2 separate regions of the Mus musculus genome follow, and region 2 is linked to region 1. Evidence: chromatin contacts called from public ChIA-PET data. All regions are on one chromosome and are shown on one strand. The core of a region is the stretch at or near the end of the contact, and the rest is flanking DNA. Distances in the headings are between cores, read along the strand shown. Region 1 overlaps Atp6v1g3 (ATPase, H+ transporting, lysosomal V1 subunit G3). Region 2 holds the start of Nek7 (NIMA (never in mitosis gene a)-related expressed kinase 7).

Region 1 (7,301 bases), core at 661-3,160:
TATGTATTTTATTCTAGGAGATTACTCCTAATAACACAATTTTGTTTTTATTTAGGACAATGAATTTGTTGTTCTGTTGAGGAAAATTCTAGCCTGACTAATGCCAGAGGATGGTGACCTGAGGCGTTGTTGATGAGTCTGAAGGTGGAAGCAGGCAGACTGTCCGCCTACTTCCTGCCTGAGATTCCTACCTTCACTTCAAAAACAAGACGCTGGTTCAACTTCAGAGGCAGAACCAAATCATGAGCACAATTAATAAAGGATAAGGAACTGCCTGTTTGGGCATTCAACACTGTTGGCAATCATTTTATGAATCTGCCATAATCTTCTTCCTAAACTCGGTGCCTTCTTTGGCTGTCTCTAGAAGGTTCCATTCACTCTCAGCTATCATCTCACTCACATTTGAGAACTCTAGTTCCAACAGGTACCTTCTCATCCTCTCACACTGTTGAGCCACATGCTCATCAGCACACGCCCATAATGGACTTCCTGTTAGTGTTAGTGTCCCTATCGGTATGTGAGGACATGCCACTTGAGAACTGCTTCCTATGTGTCCTCCCTCTAAAACGTCCTATATTTGTAAAATGTCCTCTCTCTACTCTCCACGTCAAATAGGACCTTGAATTTCAACTAGTTTATAGATATGATTTAAAATTTCCTATCCCTGTGAAAGTCAACCTATGCCAAACCAAGCATGCCTGACACATGTCTTCCTCATACTACAGCACTGTGTCTCTGATAATTTTTACACATTCTCACCTATGCATGACTTCTGCTCCAAACTTCCCACTTTCTGAGGGTGTGCGATTCCAAGTCACATATCTGCTGTGTTTTATTTAAATATTTAATAGCTGTCAAGACAGTTATCACCCTGTCCTGTTGGGTAAAACTCAGTAGCTTAAAACAGCAATTAATTATCAATAAGGAGCTTATGGATTTTCTGGATACTTAATTCAATTAAGTTAGGGTTAGGGTTAGGGTTACGGTTAGGGTTAGGTTTTGCTGAATTAGGCTGGGATAGTTCTCAAATGCTCCAGGATAAACTAAAACTGTGGCTTTGCATTTTTTTTTTGTGCTTTTAGAGCTTTATTGTAGAAAGACAGAGAGAAAGAGAGAAGGTAGAAAGAAAGAGAGAGGCCGGCCATGGCCACGTGGAGAGAGAGGGGAAGGGAGAGTGAGAAGGAGGGCTAGAGAGGAGAGTAAGAAAGGTGAGAGCTTAAAAAGCAGCTTTACCTATTTGACCAATAGTATTCTACTATCTTTTCCTAGCTACAAAGCAATGGTGGTGCTAACCCATGCCAAGCTTGAGCTTTTACATCGTTCAGAGGCACAGTCTAACTCTGTGGTTCAAGCCACCTTCCAGTCCTCCCCTGTTCTGCTGTTACAGACAGGAATCACCATCCCTGGCTAATTCTTGACTGTGTGTTTGCTAATATGGAGAAAAATATTTTGATCTCTACATTTATCTCCAATTTGGCAAATACCATAGTGTTGTTTTCAGGTGTAGTGAAGATGAGTAAGAACTCAGTAGAGTCTTTTCCCAGTTTATATTGTCTTCACAAAGGATCACAACAATAATAGGGAAGAATTAAATATGCTTAGGATTATTCATCTCTTCCTGTAGAACTGTGTGAAGAAAAAATGTTTTTTAGGATAAGTACATGCTGAGAAAGAGAGAGAGAGAGAGAGAGAGAGAGAGAGAGAGAGAGAGAGAGAGAGAGAGAGAGAGAGAGAGAGATATTTTGGTATGACTGGAAAGGCTTGCAGCAAAGTGGGTTATCTCTGAAATACATGAAATCTTTTCACATGTAAATAAAGTAAAACTTGGCAGCTGTACCATCTGTGAGAATGTGAGAGTTCTGGGAAAATGAGTCATTCAGTGACAAAGATATGAAACCAGTTTTGAATGTAAAAATATGTGAGCTACTTAAGAGTGCCGGATGCTGGCGTTAGCACTTACTTCTGGCAGTAGAGTATCTAAGATTGACAGGGGTATTAAGAAATTAACAAAGACTCCAAGGTGTGAAGGGGGAAAGCAGTAAGTGGTTACTACCGTTAACACCACATTTTAAAAACTGGTCTAATGTGGAATCAAATCCTAAAGTGTTATGAGAGACCCCATAGTTCTTTGACAATCTCTGGGCCTAAAAGAGCCGAGCTATAGAGACAATGAACAGTTTGCCAGTGGGATGTATAGAGCAAAAGGCACATGCAGGACAGATGCAGCTTGCCACATCTCATTTCTTTCTTCTCTGTGTGGCATTGCCTTGCTTGTGAGAAAAGCCAGGTGCTAATTTTGATGTGTTTTTAAAGGGTTTATGTTCCCCAAATAATCTTGTGTCAGCTTAAAAAATTTTAGCCTGTGTTTAAGATAATATACTTAAGCTTCCACATGCAAAAAAAATTGACTTTTAAAAAATTTACACGAGACGAGAAAGACAATTAAATTTTGCCATGTAATTGCAAACCACAAGCTGTGCTCAGAGCTGTCCTCCACATCATGCCTTTTCCAATGGCAGCTCTCGTCACTGTATGTATCTAGCCTCACTTCCATCTCCCATCTCCATAAGAGGGCTCTCCAAATCTGAGTTAAAGTGGAAATTTCTCATAGGGAAACAAGAGCAGCTCTGTTTGTTTTCCTTGATAGTAAACACATACATCAGAGACAGGCTTCTTTGGAATGTTTTGGGCTTTTCTGTTTATTAAGGAATAAACTATTTTTTCTTGTAATGGAAGAAAAAGATCACCTAAAGCCCAGAAACTAACTTAATAAGTTTTCCTTATTCATAAAGTTGGGAAAGTAAGGAATCAAATGGAATTCCAATTTTCTCATCTGTTTCAAATATAAAATTGACTATTTCTGAGATTCTAAACTATAAAAATGATAACAATGTTTATGAAGTTTGGGAATTAAAATTTTTCTACATGTAGTGCTTGAAAATCTAACACTGGGAAGAGGTATAGTGGCACATGCCTTTAATCCCAGCACTAAGGAGGCAGAGCAGGCGGATCCCAGTGAGTTTGAAGCCTGAGCTATAGGATGAATCCTAGGACAGTGAGAACTTGACTCAAAACAAAAACACAAACAGACAAAACCCCCACCAAGGTCAACAATACTGCTAGTGCTCAGCAGTGGGTATTTAGAAAGCTTCCTGGGAGGGAACTTGTGAGTAAGTGAAAGGTCTAGACACTGATGTCACACTGCCAGAGGAAAGCTAGAGCTGACACTGTTTCCCAGGCAACTCCAGGTCAAGTTCTGAGGCTCTAATGACCATTATGAGCAGGGAACTTTTCAAATGGCAGCTCTCATCACTCTATCTAGCTTCCGTTCCATTTCCCATCTTCCATAAGTGGGCTCTCCACATCTGAGTTAAAGTGGACATTCCTCACAGGGAAGCAAGGGACCAGCTCTACTAGATGTCTGTTTCTCCACACAAGGCCTAAGATAATTTATACATTGAACTAACAATGTACACGAGCTCTCAGAATGTAGCTCATTTAATAAGGAGAGCAGGGTAGCGCATACTAATTATTTTTGTTGGAGGTTCACTTCTTTACAAACTACAGAATTTATCCAGATATCTACTCTCTCAGATGACCACCTTTTCTTTCAAAAATGTCCTTAAAACAGAGTAACATTATTTATGTAACTTGAAGTTAGGCAGGGATAACTGTGATGGGACCCATTTCTTCTAAGGTGACTTCTAACATCATTTGTTTCTGTCTCTGTTCTCACAGACAGTTTAGAAATGCTTTTTGAACTGCCAATGAAATATTATGGTTTTCTTGCTAATTAATAAATTAAAGTATTTGCATATTCATTTCAGAGGTGTCTAAGGAACAAAATTATATTCTCCTCTTAAAAACTATTGAATAGGAAGAATACCTAATAAAGCACCTTCTAAGCCAATAAAAAGAAATGTGAAAATATACTGGAGTGATTGTTTGCTGTTTAAGTGTTAAAATTCAAGTTTCTCGCTTTCCTTAACTTGCTTCATACTAAACGCCATCCAGGAGAAATGACACCATGTTACTTATTTTTTAATTCTGTGACCTATATTAAATATGTGACATGAAAGTTTATAGTAAACATCAGGTGCACAGTTGCAGACCTTTAATATCAACAGAATGTGTATCCCACTCTATGCCTATGGACTTGGATGTGTGGAGCACATTCAGTTGGTGGCTCTGTAGTTCACATGGACTTCTGGTTTCATGTCGCACACCATGCTCAATAGCTGCTTAATCACGCTTTCCATACACTTGTTGTAGCTTCCGTTCAATTCTTTGATCTTCTCTAGTGTCTGCTCTTCTATTTCATCCGAGAGGTGGCTCTGAGAGCCCATTATCTGTGAAAGCAAAAGATGAGATTTATTTTAATGTATGCCACATCAAAACAGTTAAATTGAACTATTTTATGAACTTCAGCATATTTCTTTGATGGTCACTTTAAGGTGTGATTTTTTTATTATTATTTTTGCCAGCATTCTATCTTCCAGGAAGACCCTATTAGCATCTTAGTATGTAGTCATTAGTTAACTAAAATATAATGTAACAAAGAAAGTTATCGATTTAAAGGGAGCTGCAGCGAGCCACTGGGAGAGCGATCATTTTCTAAAAGCCAATGGCTTACTCTTAATTTCTCTCTTTCTCAAACCAAAAGGGTTGTGATCCCTTTGAGGATCAAATGATCCTTGCACAGGGGTTCCCTAAGACCATCATAAAGCACAGATACTTACATGACAATTCATAACAGTAGGAAAATTACAGTTATAGAGTTGCAATGAAATACTTTTATGGGGTCACCACAACATGAGGAACTGTGTTAAAGGGTCACAGCATAAGGCTGCGAGCCACTGCTCTAAGTTTAGCCACACCTCCTCTTCCTTTCTCCCTCCTCCTCTCCTTCCCTCTCTTTCTTTTCTGATATTTGAGTGTAACTCTCTCGTAGCCCATCTTTGCCTCAAATTCAATATGTAGCTGACAATGACATTGACCTTTTCATCTTCTTGTCTTCACCACTTTAGTGTGTCACAGTGCCCCATCTAGGGGTCCTGGGGATCGAACCCAGAACTTCACGAGTGTGCGGCAAGAACTCTATCAACTAAGCTACTTGATCTTTCTGATGTTTCTTCATTTCCTTTCTGTTTTAGAAGCTTTGTATTTAACACAGCCCCAGGCATGCATTAGTGACAGACTTGTGCTGCAGATTTGGTGGGTTACTTTAATTCCAGAGCACTGGTTCTCAACCTGTGGGTTGTGAGCCCCTTTGGGGAGAAGTCAGATGACTCTTTCATAGGGGTTGTATACCAAATATTCTGCATATGAGATATTTATATTATGCTTCATAACAGTAGCAAAATTATAGTTATGAACTAGCCCCCAAAATAATTTTTTGGTTAGGCGTCACCACAGCACAAGGAAATGTATTGAAAGGTTGCAGTATTAGGAAGAGGAAAAACCATTGATCTATAGTCTAGAAACTTACTGGGTCCTAAGATGGAAATGAAACACATTCTGGACTATTGGATCTACACTCATTTATGTTTATATTCCAAGAACCAGGAGGACAAGTCAAATCAAAGAATATAATTCTGAGAAGCTACAGTTCTTGAGAGCCAAGACAATTTTAACCCAAAGGAATTGGGATAACTGAGTGTGTAAGAAGTAAAATTTACGTACAGCTGATTCTATGTTTCAAAATAGTTGAGAACTACTTAACAAAACAATTCCACAAAACGTATTATTGATCCTAAATTCAGTAACTTAAGTGAGATTCTACAAAAATGGAACAAAGATTCAATTAAAAGTCTTACTTTATAAAAACCCAAAAGGTAAATACTTTTCAAAGTATTGCCTATACTCAGTACATGTCACAGAAGTATGAGGCTCCTCTCGTATTACAGAGAACTCAGCTCCTGTGCTCTGTAGCTCACACAGGCTTTGGCCTGAACATTTGGAGCATTTTATGAATTGGAAGTTGATCATCCTGCAGCATTCCATAATACACTTGAACCAAGAGTATTGTCCCTTCAGAGTTTCCCAATTTTTAAACCTTGCCTCATATTGATGCTGATGGTAAGAGACTTGATACTGTCCTTTATAATTGAAATATTTAAGTTGATGTGATAGAACAAGATGCTGACACCAGGAGGCCATGCCAGGGAAGATCTGCTCTAATGGTTTTATTCTCTGCTTGATGTAGCACAGGCTATGGTTACCCTCACATGTGCACCTTTGATTGCTTAGCTGTAAAACCGGCTAGGAAGTGTATTCTCCGAGTGATGAGGCATAATTATCCAATGCAGAGAGTCAAGCTCCTGTCTGATTTATATTGGATCCTTCCTGTGAACTAATGTTTCCAAAGGTTTAAACTAGCCAGTTTCTAAAATTATGGTCAGTTTTCTTCTAACTTTAAAATCAGATGTAGTGGTCACATCAGAAGCACTTACAGAAGATAGTCAAGGCTGGCTGTTGTTGGTGTACTGTTCTAGTATGCCATTCCCATGACAGGATTCACTAACAAGGGTAAGGACACAGGGAGATGCTTACTGACTTGCTATTTTTACAAGGGTCTATTGGACATCTACTATGGAGAAGTGGTAGGAAATTTAGGGAAACAACAGGGAACACAACAAAGAACCCGTAGTTTCTAGAATTATAAGTCTGCAATGGTGTACAGCTGCAATAAATGCAAATATACAGTATGTCATACAGTGATAAATGCTATGGAGAAAAATTAAAGACCATATTATTTTCCTTTGTTGTTTTTAGAGAGGTCACTTTAAATAAGGTGGTCAGGAGGGAAAGCTAACTGTTGAACATAGATAAAGAAAGATGAGCTTGTCTAAATACAAGAGGGCTGTGCAGCCTAGGAATACAGTGAGTGAAGGGGCCATGGAAGCAAGATACTGTTTCTCCTTAGGAAGACAAGAGTAGGTTCAGAAAAGCAGAAAATATAAGCACCAGTCATGAGGGCTGTGCCCACATGCATGGATAAGAGTTTAGGATGTTGGTTTCTAAACACTCACAAAAAGAACTTATTTTTCTGATTTTTCCACTATATCCTAAAGAGTGTGTGTGTGTGCATGCATGCATGTATGCTCAGAATTGAACTCAGAGTCTAACACTTGCTGGGCAAACACTCTACTACTAAGCTATAATTGTTCCTATTTTAACAGGGACAATTATTTGAACAAAGAACTTACTGAGAAACTTTTTTTTTCTTTTTACAATTGGGTCCAGGTTCTGAATATCCATGAGATCTTCATGTATTTCTTAAAATAAAAGTTGTAAATGGA
Region 2 (6,889 bases), core at 805-3,304, 330 kb before region 1:
TTTATCTGTAGCCATGAAGCCTTTACAAGTAGAAAAAAATAGGACACATTATTACGTAAGTTTAATACTTTGGACATCATATAACACCAAAAGCATTCTTTCTAGATAAAGGCTTTGCAGCCACTAAGCATGTATGAGCTGACTTTTGCCCAATTTGACCCTCACTCAGTGTTCGGTAAGTATAGTGTTTGCTTAGCAGTGTTTGCTTGTAAGTATAGCTTGTACAGACTATTCAGCGTGTAGATAAATTGGCAGTGTGCTTAAATCGGGGTACCTATCAATCTACATTTTCTAAACTGGTAATAGCAAAGCGAATAAGAACAAGCTCTGATCCATCGTCTGGTACCTCGGGTCTTTTAGTTTTTCCTAAAGTTATGCCTATGCATGGAGTACCACTGTGGCTGATTTGGTGTGATGTGACCTATGATATAGGCCAAATGCCAACTTATTGGCTTCATCCTAGCTTCCTCTCATATAGCACATTCAATGCAGCAGAAAACCTTGTTGGCTCTATCATGGAAATGTATCTGGGGTCTGTCTGGTTTTGCTAGCATTCTGGTCTAAGCCTGATCAGAATGTGTTACAGATACCATTATGTTTCCTTTTAAACTTCCAGTTTCTTCACCCTCCACTTTATTCTTCACAGCTCTGTTGTCTCTCAACTTACACCTGCAATGAATTTCCATTTCATTCAGAATAAAAATTAAGAGTTCGAAGTTCCACATCTGATAGTTCACCCTTTCTTACTCCACCAGCCTCTCTCCCTTGCTCACTAAGTTGGATCCTACCTGCATAGGCTTACTGGCTGTTTCTCCAACATGGCGAACCCATGCCTGACAGGGTAACCTTGCATTTCCTGGGTAAAACAGTCTACTTCCTGACAGTCACATGGCTCCTTTTCTCACATCTTCAGGTCTCTGCTCAAATTCCAAGTGACTTTCCCTGATAAACATGTTTAAAGGAGCACTCACACCCCGAGCTTTGTTTCTCTATGAAATAGATATAAAAGACATTAGGTAATTTGGACTTCCTCACTGAAGCTAAGTTTTATGAGAGCAGGGCTCTTGCACGTAGCTGATTGTAGAACTCCACCTGGCAAATCTGTACCGATTAAGCACTTGCCCCAACGTCACCTCTTGAAATTTAATTTTCTTACTAAAATTAACGTTTGCATTCTTTTCTAATTATATTTCACATACTTGCATTCGTGTGTGTGTCACATTGCAGTACGGATGTCAGAAAACAATTTGTGGGTCCTGGGAATCAAACTCCTGAGTCATCTTGCTGGCCCAAACTTTCTAAATCTTGCTTCTATTGTTTTAATCCATTTGAGCTATAATACCGCTTTTTCTTGTTGTTGTTTTTTGGCTCTATTCCCTTGGCAGGGGAACGAAACCAGAAAAAGGCCTACTGATATCAAATGGTTAAGATCTGTGCTCAAGCACGCTGTTGTATGTCATCGTCTGTTTCTAAGGAGAGGCGTTAAGGCTGACTTCCAAGAAAGACCACGATAAGTTAAGCGACTGGCCACTGAATGATTAGCATCTAGGTATGACAGACTCTACACTGCCTCCTAGCTGTTCGCTCCATTCGTTCAAATCTGGTTAGTGGAACAGTAGGAATCAAAGCTTTGCTTTTGAAAAGCTCCATGTACTAGGGAGAGACCCATATTGCAAATATGTGACGTGTAAACGAATTTATCTAATGTAATATTTTTGTAATGCCACTTTGTGAGTGTGCCTGTATCCCAAAGATTCTGCATACCTACCAACTAGTTCAACTTTCGGAAGGGTCCTGAAAAGCTTTCTTAAAACTGGGACGCTAAAGTCTAGATTTGCTTAGCCAGACTCCGGGAAAACTCTCGTTTGCCTGCACTGACACCATGTAGAGGCAGCTTAAACTACTTGGTAAGTGGGATCAAAAAACTCCGATCTGGAGGCAGGGGTCGACCGCCGTAAGCGAGGCACACCCCAGTTCTCGGGAAAGTGGTAGCGTGGGCTCCGGAGCAGGGTGCGGGCGCGGGGAGGGGCCTGCGGCGGCCCGCCCTCTCCTCGGGGATGCCGGGATGTTTACCCTCCTGACAGCCGCGGCCGCCGGAGGAGGAGCGGAGCCGGGAGGATGGGCCGCCGCTAACCTCGCAGTGGGAAGCGCGGGCCGAGCAGGGTGGGAGCCGGCGCCTGCAGTGGCGCGGGGAGAGGCGATCGGCCCCGGATCCCGCAGCCCTGCAGCCCGCGTAGACCGAGCTGCCCCGGCGCCCCGGTGAGTATGTACGGCCCGGCCGGGTGGGGCCGGTGCGGGGAGCGGGCGGGCCGCGTGGGGCCTCGGGCTCTCGTGCCTCCGAGGACCGCCCGGGACGCCTGCAACTGGCGGAGCGTGGTGCAGGCCGCTGGCTGCAGGAGCTCAGAGTCCGGGCGCTTCGACCCCAGGAAGCTCCACGACGGTGGTGGTGGCGGCAACAGGTCTCCGGGCTCCGACAGGAGGAACTCCAGCGAAGACCCGCCTCCGGGCTGAGCTCATTGGTCACCTTGGCTATTTACAGCTCGAGGATTGGCTCAACCGATTCGGCTGCAGCCCAGTTTAGAAAAGTGAAGTTCACGGACCGGGGAGTCAGTCGAGCGTGAGTGGTGGGGTAGTCAGGTCGAGGTCCGATTGAAACCGATCCAGGGCTGGGATGCAGCAAAGTATGAGCTGAGTCCCAGTGGGGCGAAGGTGAAGTTAGGCCGTGGAAGATGCTGCTAAGCAATGTCGATAGCCTCCGCCTGGTGCTAGAGGCCTTGGAAGACCCACAAGAGATACATTTATTGACTCACATACTATACTCGAATAGCCTAAGTCTTTGCCCGCGCTAAACACTAAGAATATATTTACTTTAAAGTAAGATATGTTTTGTGCCCTTTACAATTCTGGTGATGGAACTGAATATAGCAAAAACAATCTAGAGATGTAAAGGACTTTTTTTTCTTTTTGAGATTACTAACTTTAAAGGTTGTAATTGGATTCAATGCCCGCAGTTTATAGAGCATTATTAGGACCACTCTTTAGTTTCTCCTCCAAGGAATCTGCAGTTCCCGGGAGGAACTGACGTTCATGACGGTGTGCTTTGATAGAGTTGCTTTACAGAATAATGTTCCGAATAAGCTTATTATAAATCTGTTCTCTTCTAGACGATGGGATGTTGATGTGATCCAAGAAAGGTTTAGTACTCATACTCAAAAATTTATAGTTTGGGACAACCGGACAAACTCTGAAAATGATGAATAAAAGATAAAGCCTGCAGTGCTTTGTAGCATTTCTCACTAGTATTCATGGCTGCAGTATTTCGTGATGGCCAGTGCACTTTATTGAACTAACATGCAACCTAAGCAGTTATTTCATCTTCACAGCTATCTGCCACCACTCCGAGAGACCCGGACCATAATTTGCTTTACATCCCAAACCGTTGCATCTTCTGCTTCGGCTGGCGAGGGGTAGGGGCGTGTGGAGGGAAACTTTACTTCTTAGAGGGTCAGAAAAATGGATGATGAGAGGAGGGCCTTTGGAGAAAGTGCAGAAGGGACAGACTCTGGGGCGGAGTGGAGGGGAATCTGGACCCAGTGACCATGCAGTCCTCAGATTCCACAGTAAGGTGGGAGTCCCCGCCCTTGAGGGCACTGACAGCCATTGCAGCCAGTGAACGGCGAGGACACCCGGCCCCAGCTCAGGAGGGCGGGTACTTCCTACCGCTGCCCTGAGCTAGGCGAGGGAGGCCAAGTTTGTCTGAGGATGTGGGCCGGTGGAAAGAAGGGTTGAGAGGCTCAGTCTTGTGAAATTACTGCATTAAAAAATAGAGGGAGGGAGCTCTGGTTTTCTTTGAGCCCTGTGCTGACTTTCAAGATTCGGGCTCAGGTTGAAGTCACCGCTTCCACCGAAACCATAGGAGATAAGAAACGAACCTGGTCAGCAAATTAAATATAGTCCGTGACTGACTGGGGCTTTTGCCCGAGATCGCCTGAAACTGAAAACCAAGAACTACCAGAAGAAATCTCATTAGACACATTTATGGCAGCTTGGCAATTTTAATACGGTTAAGACAATCATTAGCTTAAATTGACAAGACTGCATTTTCAGACAAACAGACCTATTTTGTAATTTGAAGTTTATCTGGATAATACCTGTCTCCCGCCATTCCTTTCCCACAAACACTTTCTTCGCTGGACACTTAGTTTCTCTCCAGCCTAGTAAAACAGAAGAAATCATCTGTTCCGGTGGCCGAACTCGTGGAGGAGGGGAGCAGAGGCTGCGGACATGTCTTTCCTTACTAAATTAAAATCCAGCATTCCCGTTTCCAACACGCTGAAGTGCAGAGCAATTACACTCCGGAAAGACAAGTACTGCCAGGACTCCCCTCTCAGTCCCAGGCTTCTGGTGACTGCAGTTGGTGGCTCTCAGCCCTGGCTGACTACAAACATTAAGTATTGAGCATTTGCTAAAACTAAAATAAAGTAAAATTCCAGTGAAATTTTTTTAAAGTCAATTTTATTATTATAAGAATTTTTAGGGTAGCTGTTCTCATTTTCACCTTTTCTTTTCAAATATTTGATTAGTGTGTGGGCAGACCTTTTACTTTACAAGCTAAACCACAGTGCAGTAGCAAACTTACTTTAGTTCAGAAGGTGTGTGGAATTTATAGTTTAGAACTGTATGACATGGTGGTTTATTATTTACTCCGAATTGCTTTATTTGTAATTCTACAAATACTGCAACGTTTTTCAAAGAACCACCTCTTTATACTTTTGAAGTTGTTCCATTTTAATTCTTCCTCCTACAATTTATTTGTGGAGATTATAGCTGATATAACATTGGTTATATAATTGTACCCAAGTATATGCATTTGTGGTACATAATTTTACAATTTACAATTTACAGTTAAAACATTTTCTTTTTCTTGACATAGGGTTTTACTTTGCAGTCTATGCTGGCCTGGAACTTACTTTGTATCCAGTTCAGGTTGGCTTTGAACTCATGGTATACTCAACTTCCCAAGGGCTGAGATTATAGACATAAGTTACTGTCCTTGGCTTAGAATTTCTAAACTGATATAGCTGCAAAACTTCTAAACTACTGATTTGTCATTTTCCAGCTGAAAGTTTGATTATCTCTGTGGTGTTATATATCTCTCAGAATATTTCTTTTCCTTTTAAAGAAAGCAGCTTTATCGTTTATGGCTTCATGGTGAGGGGTGGGAATGGGGACAGAATCTAAGATGCTAAGGAACATCCTTTGCTCTTTTGGTCAGGATAAATGATTTTTTTGAGCCTTTATTAAAATAAAATCACTCCGTCATCCTGTGTGTCTGCTGACCTAATAGGATGAGTTTTAATGGAATCAGTGGCACAGTGTACAAATGAGGAAAACTTACTGGCTTATAAACATGTACAGCTGTCTGTTTTATATGACTTAGTGGAAGTAGTCTTTGTTGTATGTTGCCACAGCTCTTGTGTGGAGGAGCTACTTTTAAACTCCAGGCTGCTTATGTACAGATAGGTTCACAAACTCTAGACAGTCTCATAGTAAGTATTTTTGGCTTTGTGGGCTGTGTTGTCTCCTGGAGCTCCTGCTTTTATAGCCACAAACAGTACCCATATATGTGCTTGTAGCTCTGCTCCAAGAAAACGGTATTTATGTGGAAGATAACAGCAAAGGCCGACACATGAATTCTAAGCCATTGAGTTTCCAACAACAGTGCACTGGGAAAGGTTTGATGCTTGGAATTTTGTGTATGATGTCCACTGTACATTCCCTGATTTTTCTTATCGGTGTTCATAACGATGTGAGCCACTGTGTGAGCCACGTTGCTCTCTTGCTGTGAAGGATAAGGGCATAAAAATGCTTACTAGACTAGAACAGATGTAGAAAAGATTTACTAGAGAAAAGAATCTGCAAGAAGAGACAGACATGCAGGGGGCACAGCCTCAGAATAGCCTAGAGAGGGGATGGGAGTTGTCTCTGCAGAGATTTAGACAGCCTTCGCCTCTGGGGACCCTAGACCCATCCTGTGACATGGACTTAGTGTGAGTGGATGCTGTGTCTTGCTTTCTCCTTTGGAAATTCAGGTAGGAGCCGATGCCAGCCATTTATCTGCTTTTAAATTAGTGATAGTCACCACACGAGTGAATTCTGACATGCTTCATTCATTAGTGTTCATCTTAGCTCACTGTTGGTAAGACTCTTGGTATGACTGTTATCATTAGAGGCAATTTGGGGTATGTGTGATTTAGTAAGCTGCTTTTTTTTTTTTTTTTTTTTTAAATGAACTTTTTTAAAAGAAAAACAAAGAAAGGAGAATCCAAGTGCAGGTCTGTAATCCTAGACAGAGCGAGCTGAGGAGCTGAGGTAGGGTATTGGGAGTGCCAGTGCAGCTTGGGCTGTGTCAGATCTCAAACAGCAAGCACATCCACAACAGAGCAGCACCTCCGGCCCCCAGGAACAAAACAGGGAGGGAAAGAAAAGTGGACTTAGTCTCTCTAATGAAAAAGGAAAACAATAAATTACTGGAAGGGACCTGTTGTCAAGCAGCATGTGGCCATCAGGAGGAGTGGGGCCTCCTAGGTAGTCTGAGAATGAGTTTTGGGCTGGCTGGGGTGCAAGTCTTCAGAAGCAGTGGAATGCAATGGAAAATGAAACACCTTGCAAATCACACAGCAGAACTTGTTCGTCCTGGCTGGGAGTGGACCTTGGATGTAGGAATTTTGACTCTGTAAGTCCTCAGGGAGGCCAGGTGGAAACTGGGGCATTTTAGAGCTTGTGGCCAGTGGCCTTCAGCTCCAGGGAACATCTTTAGCTGACCTTCCTGCGTGTGTATTCTCTTTTGCCTTGTTTACCTTGATTCAGAGAAGCTCAGGCCCAATAC

What was found. ChIA-PET counts read pairs in DNA pulled down with a chosen protein or histone mark.
Region 2: a contact with region 1 is called in an RNA polymerase II ChIA-PET map of effector CD8 T cells, with 57 read pairs. The contact joins the promoter of Nek7 here to the enhancer-like site in region 1. A contact is called at or near these places in 10 of 39 promoter capture datasets (the 3T3-L1 cell line, 3T3-L1-derived adipocytes, the C10 cell line and 7 more), 3 of 484 Hi-C or Micro-C datasets (B cells, epidermal suprabasal cells and regulatory T cells), 11 of 115 datasets of contacts at active chromatin or transcription factors (DN3 thymocytes, the SCID.adh cell line, T-cell acute lymphoblastic leukemia and 7 more) and 1 of 9 other capture datasets (liver).

The regions. Positions count from the first base shown.
Region 1 is chr1:138,284,835-138,292,135 of GRCm38.p6, reverse strand. It overlaps Atp6v1g3 (ATPase, H+ transporting, lysosomal V1 subunit G3), which reads right to left. Exons shown (of 3, transcript NM_177397.3): 3 at 2,674-4,349. The coding sequence ends at 4,176. Among named protein-coding and RNA genes, the nearest start is that of Atp6v1g3, 15 kb to the right of the region's middle. Within about 2 kb of position 1,910, at least 50 of the 459 cell types and tissues checked have an H3K27ac peak or open chromatin away from gene starts, as enhancers often do. A contact at or near this core is called in the SCID.adh cell line, Th17 cells, effector CD8 T cells and 2 more, where this site is marked.
Region 2 is chr1:138,614,922-138,621,810 of GRCm38.p6, reverse strand. Nek7 (NIMA (never in mitosis gene a)-related expressed kinase 7) reads left to right here and starts at 2,054. Exons shown (of 10, transcript NM_021605.4): 1 at 2,054-2,259.